2 separate regions of the Pan troglodytes genome follow, and region 1 is linked to region 2. A link is a contact called in public capture Hi-C data. All regions are on one chromosome and are shown on one strand. Each heading gives the region's core, a stretch centred on a gene start, on an enhancer-like site or on the middle of the called end of the contact. The rest is flanking DNA. Distances are from core to core; before and after follow the strand shown.

Region 1 (7,007 bases), core at 1,247-3,746, 93 kb before region 2:
CCTGCCGGCAGCGGGAGGGGGCAGCCGGGTGTGGTCACTGGTCTGGAAGGACATCGTGCTATAACATCTCTTATCTGCAATTAGCTCATTTGCCGCAGGTATTCGGGGCGGCATTTTTACCCTCATATTTGCCAGACTGAACATTCGCCTTCGAAACTGTCTCTTCCGCTCACTGGTGTCCCAGGAGACAAGCTTCTTTGATGAGAATCGCACAGGTTGGTCCTTCCAGTGCCCTAGGTGTCCTGGGGGCTGGGCCCCACCCCTGTGGGCTTGCCTGGCCCTGAGGAATGAAATGGGCGTGTGGGTGGTCTCAGCCCTCTGTCTTCTCCTCCTGCTGTTAGTTCAGGCTGGGAACACCCTGGGCTTGGCCTGTGTCCTGGGAGCTGGCTTGCTCACTGAGGTTTTGGTGTGGGCTGCGGCCTCTGTGGGGCCCAGGCCAGGCCACCCGAGGTCCCTGCAGGAGCCAAGGCCTTGCTTTCCATTGCCCCATGGAAACCACCAGGGCCAGGACTACCCATGCCTGTGGCCGACAGAGACCCTGCTCCCATGGGGGTCAGCGGGTGAGGGCCAGGGGCCACAACGGGAAAGACGATAGAATATCCACCAAGATCCAAGCTCTGAGAGACACCAGCCTGGGTCGAAGCCCTGGTTCCTCCACTCACGAACTTCACCTCTCTGATCCTCTGTTTTCTTGTCTGTAAAATGGGAACACGGATAGTAGCCACCCCATGGGGTCCTTACACAGCTCTTAGCACAATGTCCAACTTAGGTAAGAAGTGTCTGTGCTTTCCTGCCCGCCACCAGCCAGGTTGTTATTTCCCTAGAAGGGAAGAGGAGTTACCCCCTCTGCCAGTGACAGGGAGGAGACATGGGTTTGAAGTCTGGCTCAGTCACAGACAGGCTGTGTGACTCTACAGGGGCCTTCCTGTTCTGAGCCCCAGCCTCCTCCGCTGTACAGCGGGATGTCGTGAAGCTTAAGCAAGATGCTGATGACTGGGATTGGCTCAGAGTAGCCCTCGAGGGGTATCTGCTCTTCTCCCCCACCCCCCAACCCCGCCCACAGGTAGGGAGGCCCGGCTTCCCAGTGTCTGTCTCAGAGGCCCCTTAGCATCCCCCACCGCCACCCCCGAGGCCCGGGTTGCTGTGGTGAGAGCTGCGCCGCGTGTGTTCCAGGGGACCTCATCTCCCGCCTGACCTCGGACACCACCATGGTCAGCGACCTGGTCTCCCAGAACATCAATGTCTTCCTGCGGAACACAGTCAAGGTCACGGGCGTGGTGGTCTTCATGTTCAGCCTCTCATGGCAGCTCTCCTTGGTCACCTTCATGGGCTTCCCCATCATCATGATGGTGTCCAACATCTACGGCAAGTACTACAAGGTAGGCCTGCCCCGTCTCTGCTGGGGACTGTGCGCCCTGGCAGCCCCCAAACATCCCCTTAGGAGGGGCTCAGGGGGCCACTAAGGGCTAGTGAAGGACAGGTCTTGAGGCTGTGTTTGCATTCATTCATTCATTTCTTCGCTCATTCAGTAAATAATTATTGACCACCTGCTATGTCCCAGGCACTGGGATACATCAGTGAAAAAGACAAGGCCCCTGCCTTCCTGGAACTTGTATCTAGTGTCAGAGACAGATATTAGGTACCAACAGCATAAAGAATGAGAATCCACAATACAGTAAAAGATGGTCAGTGCTAAGGAGAAACATGAAGTGAGCAGAGGGATTGGGAGCATTGGGTGTAGCTGCAATTTTAAATTGGATTTACTGGCTGGGCCCGGTGGCTCATGCCTGTAATCCCAGAACTTTGGGAGGCACAGGCAGGAGGACCACTTGAGCCTAGGAGTTCGAGACAAGATTGGACAATATAGCAAGACCCCATCTCTATAAAAAAAAATTTTTTTTAGTTAGCTGGGCTTGGTGGCGCATGCCTGTGGTCCCAGCTACCTGGGATGCTGAGGTGGAGGATCGCCTGAGCCCAGGAGGTCGAGGCTGTAGTGAGCAATGATCGTGCCACTATACTCTAGCCTGGGTGACACAGCAAGACCCTGTCTCTAAAATGAATGAATAAATACAAGTTAAATAGGTCTTGCTGAGAAGGGGACATCTGAACAAGGGTCTGAAGGAGGCGGGCATCTTGGAAGGTATGTGCTGAGCAGAGGGCACAGCCCGTGAAAAGGCCCTGGGTTGGAACGTGCCTGGTGTGTATGTGGGGGTGGTGTGGGCCCGCTGTGATGCCATCATGGGCAGGCTGCTGTCCCCTCTGGCCACCCCACGGCACTGCTTCTGCTTCCGAGCTAGGCCCGTGAGCCAGGTTTGACCTCACCCTCCTCCTGCTTCCTGAATGGGCGGGTGCCCCCGAGCCCTAAGGGACAGATAGGCTGGGTTCAGATAGGCAGGGCTGTGACCCTGTGACAGGTACAGGCAACCCCCTCACAGTCACCCAGGCCCACGTGGGGTACTCTAGAGCAGGGGCTTGGATGCATGACGGCCTCCAGGTGGTGCCGGGTAAGTCGTTGTCGCAGCTCCATTGGAGCCTTTGGTGTTGGTGACCTGAGACCAGGGTAGCAAAGGAAGCCATCTCCCTCCCAACCCCCGGTGAGGCCACTCCCCACAGCCTTCTCCAGCCACACAGGTAGGACCTCTTCCCGAAGTTCCTGGTCACGAGCCTCCCCACTGTCCTCACTGAGATGAGAAAGTAAATCTATTCTTTAGAGTCTGAGCCATTTCTGGCACGCTGCTCCCCACCCCTTGCTTCCGGCCTTCCCACCAGCCCCTGGGATGGAGCAAGAAACCCTGGAGCTCCCCCTCAGCCCCCACCTCTGTGTGCACTGCAGGCCCTGCCTTTTAGTTCAGCTAAGGGAGGCCTCAGGAAGGCTCAATTTGGGTTTTCCACTCCATGCCTGAATGTGTTGTGTGTAGCCAGCGAGTCATCTCCACAAACCACACACACCGCCCATGGCCAAACATGACTCAGGCACCCTGCATGCTTCCTGCGGCTAGGGCGTGACACATGGTCATGGGACATGCCAGTGCATGCTCCTGTCCTGGACTCTCAGGCAGCCTTCCTGGCTGGCTTGAGAATCAGCACAGTGACTCCTGCAAAGTGTGAACAGCTCCACCCAGGGGCCTCTCCCAGGACTCTGGTGAACAGCAGCCTGATGGCCGCACACTTGGGACCACTTTTCAGCTCTGCCTGTGGTGACATGCATATGGTGTGGGCAGATTTCACAACCCATGGCCCCTGCCACCATGTAGAACTTGGCTGGGAGTTCTGGAATCTCTTTATCAACCCTCAGGCTCTAACATAATTTATGTTGATGATGTAAATGGTGCCCCTTTAATAGTTGGTGTTTCTTACATAGTGTACAACCTGAACAACCGCCCAAGGCATCCCCTGCTCTTCCAGCACAGGGTCAGGTGTTGAGGCCCCTTTTCTGAAAGGATTACCAAAAACTGTCCAGTCATGAATAGCCTCTTTTGAATACTGGGGATGACTTAACGATCAGCACCCCCTATCCTTCAGGAGCTGAAACCATTGCCCCAAGAGCCTCTCTGGAGTTGACTATCTGAGTGTGTCAAATTGAGCCAGAAGGAGATGGGGGAGAAAGGGCTAGATCTTGTCTTTTTGTCCTAGGAACCTCTTGCATATAGCTGGTGCCAGCGAAGGGTGGAAAAACCCAGAGAGGCCTGGGGGCTCCAGTACATAGTGAGGCTGTTTTGGGGGTCTTCTCCTTCTTGTCCCCCTCCTGTCCATAGAGGCTCTCCAAAGAGGTCCAGAATGCCCTGGCCAGAGCGAGCAACACGGCGGAGGAGACCATCAGTGCCATGAAGACTGTCCGGAGCTTCGCCAATGAGGAGGAGGAGGCAGAGGTGTACCTGCGGAAGCTGCAGCAGGTGTACAAGCTGAACAGGAAGGAGGCAGCTGCCTACATGTACTACGTCTGGGGCAGCGGGGTACGTGCCCCTGGCCAGGCAGTTCTGGCTGTGGAGGGATGGGATGCAAAGATGGGGGAAGCCCTCGATCTAGGACATCAGCCCTGCATGTTGGTATCAAGCTGGTGGAGAATCTTTCTTTCTTTCTTTTTTTTTTTTTTTTTGAGACAGAGCCTCACTCTGTCACCCAGGCTGGAGTGCAGTGGCACCATCTCAGCTCACTGCAACCTCCGCCTCCTGGGTTCAAGCAATTCTCCTGCCTCAGCCTCCTGCATAGCTGGGACCACAGGCGCCCGCCACCATGCCTGGCTAATTTTTGTATTTTTGGTAGAGACGGGGTTTCACTATCTTGGCCAGGCTGGTCTCGAACTCCTGAGCTCAGGTGATCCACCCGCATCAGCCTCCCAAAGTGCTGGGATTACAGGCGTGAGCCACCGCGCCCTGCTGAGAATCTTTCCCAGAAGCAAGGCTGCCCCTCTCCCAGTCACCTGGCATGGGGTGGCAGGGTGGGAGCTTTCTTTTCCCAGCTGGGGAAACATCCTTGCTGAGGTGGGGAGTCAGCAGGTCCCTAGGCCACTTTCGGGCAGGTCTCATGTCACAGCCACACACACTCCCGACAGTGTCTGGCACACTCCCGGGAGTGAGTCACAGCCTCTCCTTGGAGGATGGGGAGCACTTGGATCATGTCACTGCTACACTGGACACACATGGGAGGTAGGCAGGTCAGGGCATAGCTGCGGAGGAATGAGGAGAGTTTGGAGTGAGAGGGAGGAGGGAGCTGGTGGTCTACAGGGGAGCCAGGGGAAAGAGGATATCTGGGACTTCCTGGTGCTGCCACCTCCCAAAAGTATCAGCCAAGGAGGAGAGGAGGGGCTGAGGTCCAGCTCAGCTGGCTGAGCCTCTTAGCAATCCGTCTGCTGGCAGGGGGTGCCTTTGCAGCTTCCACCAAGGCACGGTGGTCCAGACAGCAGCCTAGTTCTGGCTGGGCGTGAGGAGGACAGATGGAGTCCCTGACTAGGGTGTGGGCTGCCATGGGTACTCAGACTCCACTCCCTTCCCAGATGCCCCCCAGGCACAGGAGGAAGGCATGGGCGCCCCCATCACAGCCCCTTCTTCACAGAACCCCACTGGGGGAGGAGACAGAGAGCTCACTGTGTGACCTTAGCCAGGGCACTTGCCCTCTCTGAGTCATGCTCTTCCCCATGAGGAGGACAAATAGTTCCCAGGTGGCCAAGCTGAGGAGCCTGGGGGTGGCATGTGTGTGCCAGGACCTCACAAAGAAAGCCTTGTTCTGTGGCCAAGCCCACAGCCTGCTCCAGCTGGAGGCCTCTGTAGGGAAATGCTCGGGGCAGGGGAAGGCATGAGTGACAAGCCTTGGAAGACACCCCTGCCAACGGCCGGCATTTCAGTTTGTGGCTGGGTCTGCCCTCACCTCCCCCTGCAGCCTGGGATGGGTCAGGGAATGGGGATGGTGGGGGATCTAAGGTCCCCCCGACCCACATCCCCTCTCCCTCTGCCCCAGCTCACACTGCTGGTGGTCCAGGTCAGCATCCTCTACTACGGGGGCCACCTTGTCATCTCGGGCCAGATGACCAGCGGCAACCTCATCGCCTTCATCATCTACGAGTTTGTCCTGGGAGATTGTATGGAGGTGAGAGACCAGTGTGTCCGGGGATCCAGAGAGAAGGGAGGAGTTTGGGGAAGAGGGATCTTAACAGGGTGGGGGCGGGGCTCCAGGGACTCTGACAATGTGGTATTTCTCTCTAAGGTAAGTAGGGGAGACAGCATGATCATATCAAGAATGATGATACTAGGCAGGGCGTGGTGGCTCACGCCTATAATCCCAGAACTTTGGGAGGCGGAGGCAGGTGGATCACTTGAGGTCAGGAGTTCGAGACCAGCCTGGCCAACATGGTGAAACCCCATCTCTACTGAAAACACAAAAATTAGCCAAGCGTGTTGGTGGGTACCTGTAATCCCAGCTACTTGAGAGGAGAATTGCTTGAACCCTGGAGGCAGAGGTTGCAGTGAGCTAAGATCGCACCACTGCACTCCAGCCTGGGTGACAGAGCGAGACTCCGTCTCGATAAATAAATAGGCAAGCCGAGTATGGTGGCATGTGCCTGTAATCCCAGGTCCTCAGGAGGCTGAGGCTAGAGAATCGCTTGAGCCTGGGAGGTCAAGGCCGCAGTGAGCCGTGATCACGCCACTGCACTCCAGGCTGGACGACAGAGAGAGACCGTGTCTCAAAAAGAAAGAAAGGGCCAGGTGCGGTGGCTCACACCTCAGGAGGCCGAGGCAGGAGAATCGCTTGAACCTGGGAGGCAGAGGTTACAGTGAGCCAAGATCGCGCCACTGCACTCCAGCCTGGGCAACCAAAGCGGAACTCCATCTCAAAAAAAACAAAAGAAAGAAAGAATGATAATACTACCAACAAGTGACAGCAACACCCTTTAGGGACAGAGGTGATTTCAGAAAATGGTTTTAACAGCTCTGTGAGAAATTGAAGTGATGAAAAGAAAACTGAACCTGAGCGGTGGAGTGACTCGTCCACCACATTTGCTCGGGAACGGGGCTCAGGGCCAGCCAGGCCTGACTTCCTCCCAGCCTACTTCCAGTGTAGTGCCTCGGAAATGCAAGGGTGTTTTAGATTGTCTTGATTTTGGTTTCCGCACAAGCAGATCCTGAGACAGAATTGGCGTGCAACGGATTTGTTTGGGAGGTGATCTCAGGAAACGGGGGTGGGAGTGGAAAGTGAGACGTGGAAGGAAGGAAGTCAGCAGAGTGAGTGGTGGAGCCAGTTACCAGTGTGGGCAACTGAGGTGGGATCCTTCTAGCGGACAGGGTAGGACACCAGCACCAGAGTCATCCCATCTGAGGGCCAGGGAGCTGGGGTGTTTACACCCAAGCTGCCATCAGCCATTGCTCAAGGTCAGCCTGGAGTGAGGGTGTTAATTCTCTTGTCTGCCCCGCTCCCACAAAAAAGCCCGCAGCCCGCAGGCAGTAAGAGGTTGGGCCTTTGTGTGCTGCGCTGACAAAGGCTCAAGGATGTTGGTGGGGTGTTCCTAGCATCTG
Region 2 (6,832 bases), core at 970-3,469:
GTAGCCTCCATCCCCCCAATCCCACGGGCAGCCTGGGAAAGAGGTTGGGGGCCACAGGGATCGAGGAGGGTGCATGGTCCCCACCCTGTGTCCTGAGGCTGCAGGCTCCACGCACAAACACCTGTTCAGCCAACCCAGAGGTGGGTGCAGAGGTCAGAGGCAGGCCCAAGCCTCCCAAACCCACACTCAGCTGTGCCTCACCTGGCCCAGCTGAAGGATGCCCTGCAGGGGTGTCCGCACCAGGCTGGCCTGCATGTGCCGCAGAGCCTGCTGGTCCTGCAGCTGCCCCATGAGCTCCAGAGCCCGGGCCCCGCACTCCCTGCAGGTGTCTATGAGGCCTGGGGTGAGAAAGGACCGTGAGTGGAGCCCCCCACCACAGGCCCCATAAGGACCCCCAGGGGAGACAAGCTAGTGAGGTGGACAGAACCTGCCATCCCAGGACCCACTTACGGTCGGCAGGGTCGGTGGGAGCCAGGTGCGAGGTGGCACCGCCATTGATGATGGTATCCGCAGCCAGGTGGGAGAAGCGGGTCAGAGCTGCCACCAGGGCGGAGGCGTCTGTGCGGGTGGGTGGGGCCAAGGTTGGGGGAGGATGACACTGAGACACTAGCACTGGCACCGTCGGTGGCCAGCTCTCCCAGGAGGAGGAGGAAGAGGAAAGGAGGGCTCGGCAAGACGACGTCCAGGAGGCAGTGGGAACCACACCAGTGTGTGGCCCCGGGCCCTTCAGTGCTCTGCCACCTGCAGACATATGGTGGCCCAGGCCCCAGAGGCAAAAGCCTATTTGTCCACAGGGCAGGGGTGGGTTCCTGGGAAGGAGCAGGCAGGGGGCTTGGCTTCCCAGAGAGGTCCCTGCTGTCTGTAAACCTCTCAAAAGGCAAGAGGTGGCCATGGGCGCTGGAACTGGGACACAGCCCCCACCTCCGCCCTGCCCTGGCTACACTCACCTGCCAAGGAGGTCAGGTACTGGGCGTGGCCCTCCTCCAGGGTGCTCACGGCATCCAAGGCCTCCTGGGCCCTGCTCACCAGGTAGTCTGCAAGCACAAGGAGAACTGAGGCTCCTGCCACCCGCTGCTCAGGGCTGGGGATGGGAAGGAGGCAGGGGAGCGGCTGAGTGTGGCCCCACTGTCTACCTGGGGAGCTGGTACAGCGCAGGTGCAGGGGGTCGTCCAGCTTGCTCACGGCATCCTGCAGGATGCCCGCGGCCTCGGCAGCAGCGCCCCGCAGCACTGCGAACTGCTCGTCCAGCAGCCTCTGCCGCAGCCCCTGCTCCTGAGACTCCTGGCAATGGGGGTGAAGAGGGCAGGTTAGAGATCCTCCCCAAGGCCAAGGATGTGCCCCAGCCTTGGACTGACCCATGGGCCACCAGTTGGAGCCCAGCTGAGACCCTCACTGGTCAGGGGGGTGGAGATTTCTAGAAAGAGGCTTCCCACAGTGCACAGCTCAATAATAAAAAGATAACCCAATTAAAACGTGAGCTCAAGGTCCTAAAAGACATTTCTCCAAAGATACACAAATGGCCAGGTAGCTCATGAAAAGATATGTAGCACCCTTTGCTATCAGGGAAACACAAATCAAGACAGTGAGAAACCACTCCACACCCACTAGGATGGCTAAAATGAAAAGAAGACAATAATAAGCATTGGCAAGGATGTGGAGAAACTGGAACATTCATGCGTTGCTGGTGGGAGTGTAAAATGGTGCAGCCACTTTGGAAAACAGTCTGGTAGTTTCTCAACAGGGTAACAGAGGTGAGACCCAGCAGTTCTACTGTGTTCCACACACATCAGCTATCTATCCAAGATAAGTGATGGCAGATGTTTACACAGAAACTTGTGCTCAAAGGCCCACAGCAGCACTATTTACAACAGCCAGAAAGTTGCAACAAACCCAACGTCCACCAAGTGATGAACAGATAAACACAATGTGGTCTGTCCACACGGCAGAGTACGACTCAGCCATAAAAGGAATGAGGTGCTGACACAGGCTATGATGTGGTGACCCTTGACAACGTGATGCTGAGTGAAGAAGCCGGACACAAAAGGATGCATCGTGTATGATCCCCTTTACATGAAATCTCTAGAACAGGCAGATCACGGAGACAGATCGATGGTTGCCAGATGGCAGTGAACTCAGTAGTGCTGCTGCATCTGGGGAGGCCATACCCTCTCTGCCAGCTGGCCCTGCAACTCGCCCTGCTCCTGGGAGCTGCGCTGCTGCTCCCGGCTCAGCGCCGCCTCTGTCTCGCGCACCAGGCTCTGCGCCGCCAGCAGGTCTGCCTCCCGCTGCCGCACAGCTCCACTCAGAGCATCCTTCTCCGCACTCAGCGTGTCCAGCCGTGAGCTCAGCTCCGACTTGCTCTGTGGACAGACATGGACACCAGGCATGTGAACAGAGCTCCCAGGCCCCACCCACCCTGCCCCCACGCTTATAAACTGGGCCCTGGGGGTTAGTGATCACTTCCATTAGACTCAGGGCTCCCTGAGGACCAGCGGTAGGTCCTGTCTCCCATGTAGCCCCTGGGTCTGGGTCAGGGCTGCATCCCAGGATCACCGAGTGGCACCCAGGTGGGGCCTGTTCACGGCAAAGAGGACCTGACTTCCACCCAGGACTGGCCCCAGAACCCCACCCCCAGTCATCAAAGCCAGATGCACCTGCTCTGTGTGGCTCAGGGCCTCCTGTGCGCGGGCCAGCTCTCCAGCCTTGGCCTCCAGCTCCCTCTTGAGCTTCTCCAGCTGGTCGCTCTGCTCCTCTAGCTGGGACAGGACAGCGTGTCACTGGGGCAGTGGGCTGGGGATGCCGGGGCAGGGCCCTGTGCCACAAGGGACATACCTTCAACTCCGACTCCCGCTTCACCTGCTCCACCTGGAAGGCCAGCTGCTCCTTCACCCGCGCCACCTCCTCCTGGCTTTGCTGCGTCACCGTCAGCTGCTTGGCTGTGTCCGCGTTCTGCATGGGCAGGGGAAGGGCTCATGCTCTGCTGCCATCCCCGAGAGGCCCTGCCACCGGCTGGGATGGAGGATGGGCTGCACCTACCTTTCTGAGCAGCTCCGCATGCACATGGACGAGCTCACTGTGCTTTTCCTTCAGCTTGTTGTAGCGCGCCTCTGTGGCACTGGCCTTCCCTGGGGGCGAGAGAAGAGGCAGTGATGCCCCGTGTGGGGTGGCAGGGGCTGGGGACACACCCTTGGACCCCTGTGGCCAAGGCCCCACGTACTCTCAGCCTCCTCACGCAGGCCCTGGCTCCGCTCGCCCTCCAGCTGGGCAGCCCTCAGCTGGGCCAGCTCGTGGCGGAGCTGCTCATTATCCACCAGGGCCTTCTGCTTCTGCTTCCGCTGCTCCTCCAGCTCACCCTCCAGTGCATTCACCTGGCTCTTCAGCTGCGCGATGTACCGCTGGGCCTGCGGGAGGAGGTGTGACGTGGGGCCCTGCCTGGGCCGTGAGGGGCCCTGGCCCCCACCCATCCCCACCCCGGCACCTCCAGCTTGATCTTCTCCAGTTCAGAGCGGAGCATTTCCACCTCTCTCTTCAAGCTCTCAATCTGGAGGTCCCTGGGGACAGAGGTCCTGGGGGTCAAGTTAAGTCAACCAGAACAGTCAACAGACCCAGCACAGGAACCTGTCTCCTCCTCAGTGGCCACTCAGGATTTGGGCACCTCACGGGTTCATGTTCCCCACCCATGGCCTTTCCAGACAGAACTGTCCAGAGCACAGCTCAGCTGAGGCCGTTTCCAACCACCCCCAGCCCAGTCGGCTCCTCCAGCCCTCACCTGTCGTCCTTCACAGAGCCATTGGGGGGTCCAAACGTCTGATCGAAGAGGTCAGCCACCACCTGCCACAGCAAAGCATGGTGACCCCACTCACCTGTGCCCTCCAGGCCGGGCAGTGGGCAAAGGGAGGGCTGGCCACCCGACACTCCCGTTGGCCTCATGCTGCAGCTGGAGGACTGGGGGACACGGGCTGGGCAGGGGGCTCACCACTGGCTCCCCCACGGGGGGCCCTGTGCTGATCTCAATGAGATTCTCCGGCTCCTCATCCTCCGGGGCCTCCTCGGGGATCACCACCACCGGCTTGATGTGCTCAGCCAGGGCTGAGGCCCGCAGGAAGTTAGGGGGTCCCTGCAGGGGCGGCAGGTGGGACCTGCTCAGCTGTCCCCTAAGCAAGCCCTCCTTCCGCCATCTCCATAGCCTGTGTGGGGCCCAACCAGGTGCCTGGGGTCCTCAAAGGGCCTCGGGGCCCTCTTGGGGGTGGTACCTCGGGCAGCCGGGGGATCTGGATGAGCCGCTTGAAGTACAGCATGTCGGAGGCTCTGCGGAAGAAGTTCCTGAGGCTGCAGAGATGGTGGGAAGTTCGGGTTCAGGAAGGGGCCACGGAGCCTCTCCCCCACCGGCCTCAATCCTGTCCCTGTCCCAGGCAGTACCTGTGAAACTGCTCGTGGAACCGGTCCCTGTGGCCTTGCAGGGTGTCCGCAGGGAGACCTGGAGGGTGGCACAAGTGTAACAGGACTTCTCTGCACACTGCTCAGGGGCTCACCTGCCCTGCCTTGTTCCTCCGTATGCTACAAACTCACAGATCAGAGATCACCCGAGACTGGGCCAGGCCCGCTCTCCCATCGGGATGGGGAGACCTGTGGGAGACGCTGTGGGAGGGCTCAGTTCAGACTGAGCTAGAGAAGGAAACAGCGAATGGAAAGGAAGGCGCTGCGGCCATATCTCACCTAACCCACACCTGGCTTCGGGAGGCACTAGCAAGCCGCTTTCACCAAACACATTGGTCCCACGCTGACACTAACACAGTGGTTCTCTAAGTGTGGTCAAGGGACAAGACCCTTTCAAGGGGTTGGTTAGATCAAAACTCTCCTAACACCCCAGACACCTTTTGCCTTTTTGCGCTCGCACCCCCAGGGTGCCTGGCGGGAGATTCCTGGGAGCAGGTGGGGCCTCCGTCTTGGCTGAGCCAGGCATTCAGTCGTAAAAATGAAAACCAAGCCACTCACTAAGTTTTTTGCTTGGTAAAGTAGTGGGTTTTTTTTTTTTTTTTTTTTTCATAAAATATATGTTATTTCTATTAATGGGTAGTGGGTGTATTACTGCCATTTTTAAATGAATAAACCTCTAAGTTTTCGATTTTCCTTTTTGACAGTGAATGTCTAAGCCATATAAACACAGCCTTCCGGGCCAGGGGCTGCCCTGGGCCACTCACAAGAGTGTAGCTTGAACAGGAGCTTGACCGTGTAGTGGTAGAGGTGGCTGCAGTCCTGGATGACCTGGATGAGGGGGGCCAGGCGGCACTGGCCTGAGGACATCTGGGATACGGCGATGGCCGTGTTGAGCTGTCGGAAAACTGTGCAAAAGGGGCAGGAGGAAGAACGTGAGCCCTTGGGAGCTGGGCAACCTGTCCAAGGTGGTCCAACTGTGAAGCAGGGCCCTAAGCCAGCTCCCACACACCAGTGTGCCCCCTGCCTCCAAGACGGGAGCCTCGTGTGCTGGTGGCTGCCCCAGGTCAAGACCAGATGCTCCCATGAAGGAGGTCAACGGCAACAACAAGGTCAGGGCAAAGGAGCTCCCAGCCCAGCTCAGCAAGGGCTTCCAGAGACCTCCACCTGGGAGCCCAGGACGAGGTGCCCGACTGACAAGGGTGAAGGACAGCTCCATGCCCACGGGCCTCAAACCCACGCTGAATGTTAGAGCAGGAAGGAGGCTCACGATGGAGCACCCCAAATGCCTAACTTTACAGATGTGGGAACAGGCAGGGCCTCTGCCAAGTAACACGGCACTAGGGTCACAGCTTGGCTCTGCACACCCCAAGTGACCCTGAAACCTTGCTTACCCCCAGGGCCCGTCTCCCCTGCCCCTGACACCCCCAGGGCCCGTCTCCCCTGCCCCTGACACCCCCAGGGCCCGTCTCCCCTGCCCCTGACACCCCCAGGGCCCGTCTCCCCTGCCCCTGACACCCCCAGGGCCCGTCTCCCCTGCCCCTGACACCCCCAGGGCCCGTCTCCCCTGCCCCTGACACCCCCAGGGCCCGTCTCCCCTGCCCCTGACACCCCCAGGGCCCGTCTCCCCTGCCCCTGACACCCCCAGGGCCCGTCTCCCCTGCCCCTGACACCCCCAGGGCCCGTCTCCCCTGCCCCTGACACCCCCAGGGCCCGTCTCCCCTGCCCCTGACACCCCCAGGGCCCGTCTCCCCTGCCCCTGACACCCCCAGGGCCCGTCTCCCCTGCCCCTGACACCCCCAGGGCCCGTCTCCCCTGCCCCTGACAATCGGGCCTTGTATCAGAACTACCAAGTGGGAGGGACAAAGGACAAACATGAGGCTGCCTCCTTCTTGGCTGGCAGCTTCTCTGGGGCAGAGAGAAGAATGACAAAGAGCAGGCAGCTGGCCAGCACGGGAGAGCGGCCAGACAGCCCCCGCTGCACAGACCTGTGCCCTGGCCCCTCAGGTCCTGCTCCCGCCTTGCCTGTGATGGGACCACTTGCAAATCTCTGCAGTGACAGGAGAGAGCCTGGGGGGGAGGGGCAAGAAGGAAGACACAAAGTGCCGCCCCTTGCCTTTTTAAAAAAGTAATTCCTAATTACATGTCATGCTAAGTATGTTTTCCTTGCAAAAAATTACAGCACACATAAAGTACTGCTTGGATCTTCAACACGTATGTCCATGCTGTTCGGCAATCTGCTTGATTTCACACAGTAGAATGTTTTCTAGATCTTCCCGGCCATCCCAGATTCGACACATCTCTCTTCCCGCCACCCTCCGTTCTCTGCTCTGCACAGACAGCGAGACGCAGCCTCTGCTGAGGCATGTTTAGGACGTTTGTGTTTCTTTGCTGTTAC

Evidence for each region. Capture Hi-C pulls out chosen DNA fragments and counts their contacts.
Region 1: a contact with region 2 is called in a capture Hi-C map of stem cell-derived neural stem cells, with 4 times the contacts expected there. The contact joins two enhancer-like sites. A contact is called at or near these places in 5 of 7 Hi-C or Micro-C datasets (blood, induced pluripotent stem cells, a lymphoblastoid cell line and 1 more), 1 of 1 datasets of contacts at active chromatin or transcription factors (stem cell-derived excitatory neurons) and 1 of 1 other capture datasets (stem cell-derived neural stem cells).

The regions. Positions count from the first base shown.
Region 1 is chr10:129,787,185-129,794,191 of NHGRI_mPanTro3-v2.0_pri, reverse strand. It overlaps ABCB9 (ATP binding cassette subfamily B member 9), which reads left to right. Exons shown (of 15, transcript XM_054663774.2): 7 at 85-215; 8 at 1,174-1,379; 9 at 3,756-3,953; 10 at 5,455-5,583. Among named protein-coding and RNA genes, the nearest start is that of OGFOD2, 28 kb to the left of the region's middle. Within about 2 kb of position 2,496, at least 7 of the 24 cell types and tissues checked have an H3K27ac peak or open chromatin away from gene starts, as enhancers often do. A contact at or near this core is called in stem cell-derived neural stem cells, where this site is marked.
Region 2 is chr10:129,694,543-129,701,374 of NHGRI_mPanTro3-v2.0_pri, reverse strand. It overlaps HIP1R (huntingtin interacting protein 1 related), which reads right to left. Exons shown (of 32, transcript XM_054663741.2): 8 at 5,202-5,342; 9 at 4,420-4,477; 10 at 4,254-4,329; 11 at 3,977-4,117; 12 at 3,770-3,831; 13 at 3,479-3,551; 14 at 3,218-3,401; 15 at 3,037-3,125; 16 at 2,833-2,949; 17 at 2,655-2,756; 18 at 2,166-2,360; 19 at 1,134-1,281; 20 at 948-1,034; 21 at 451-558; 1 more. Among named protein-coding and RNA genes, the nearest start is that of HIP1R, 21 kb to the right of the region's middle. Within about 2 kb of position 2,219, at least 8 of the 24 cell types and tissues checked have an H3K27ac peak or open chromatin away from gene starts, as enhancers often do. A contact at or near this core is called in stem cell-derived neural stem cells, where this site is marked.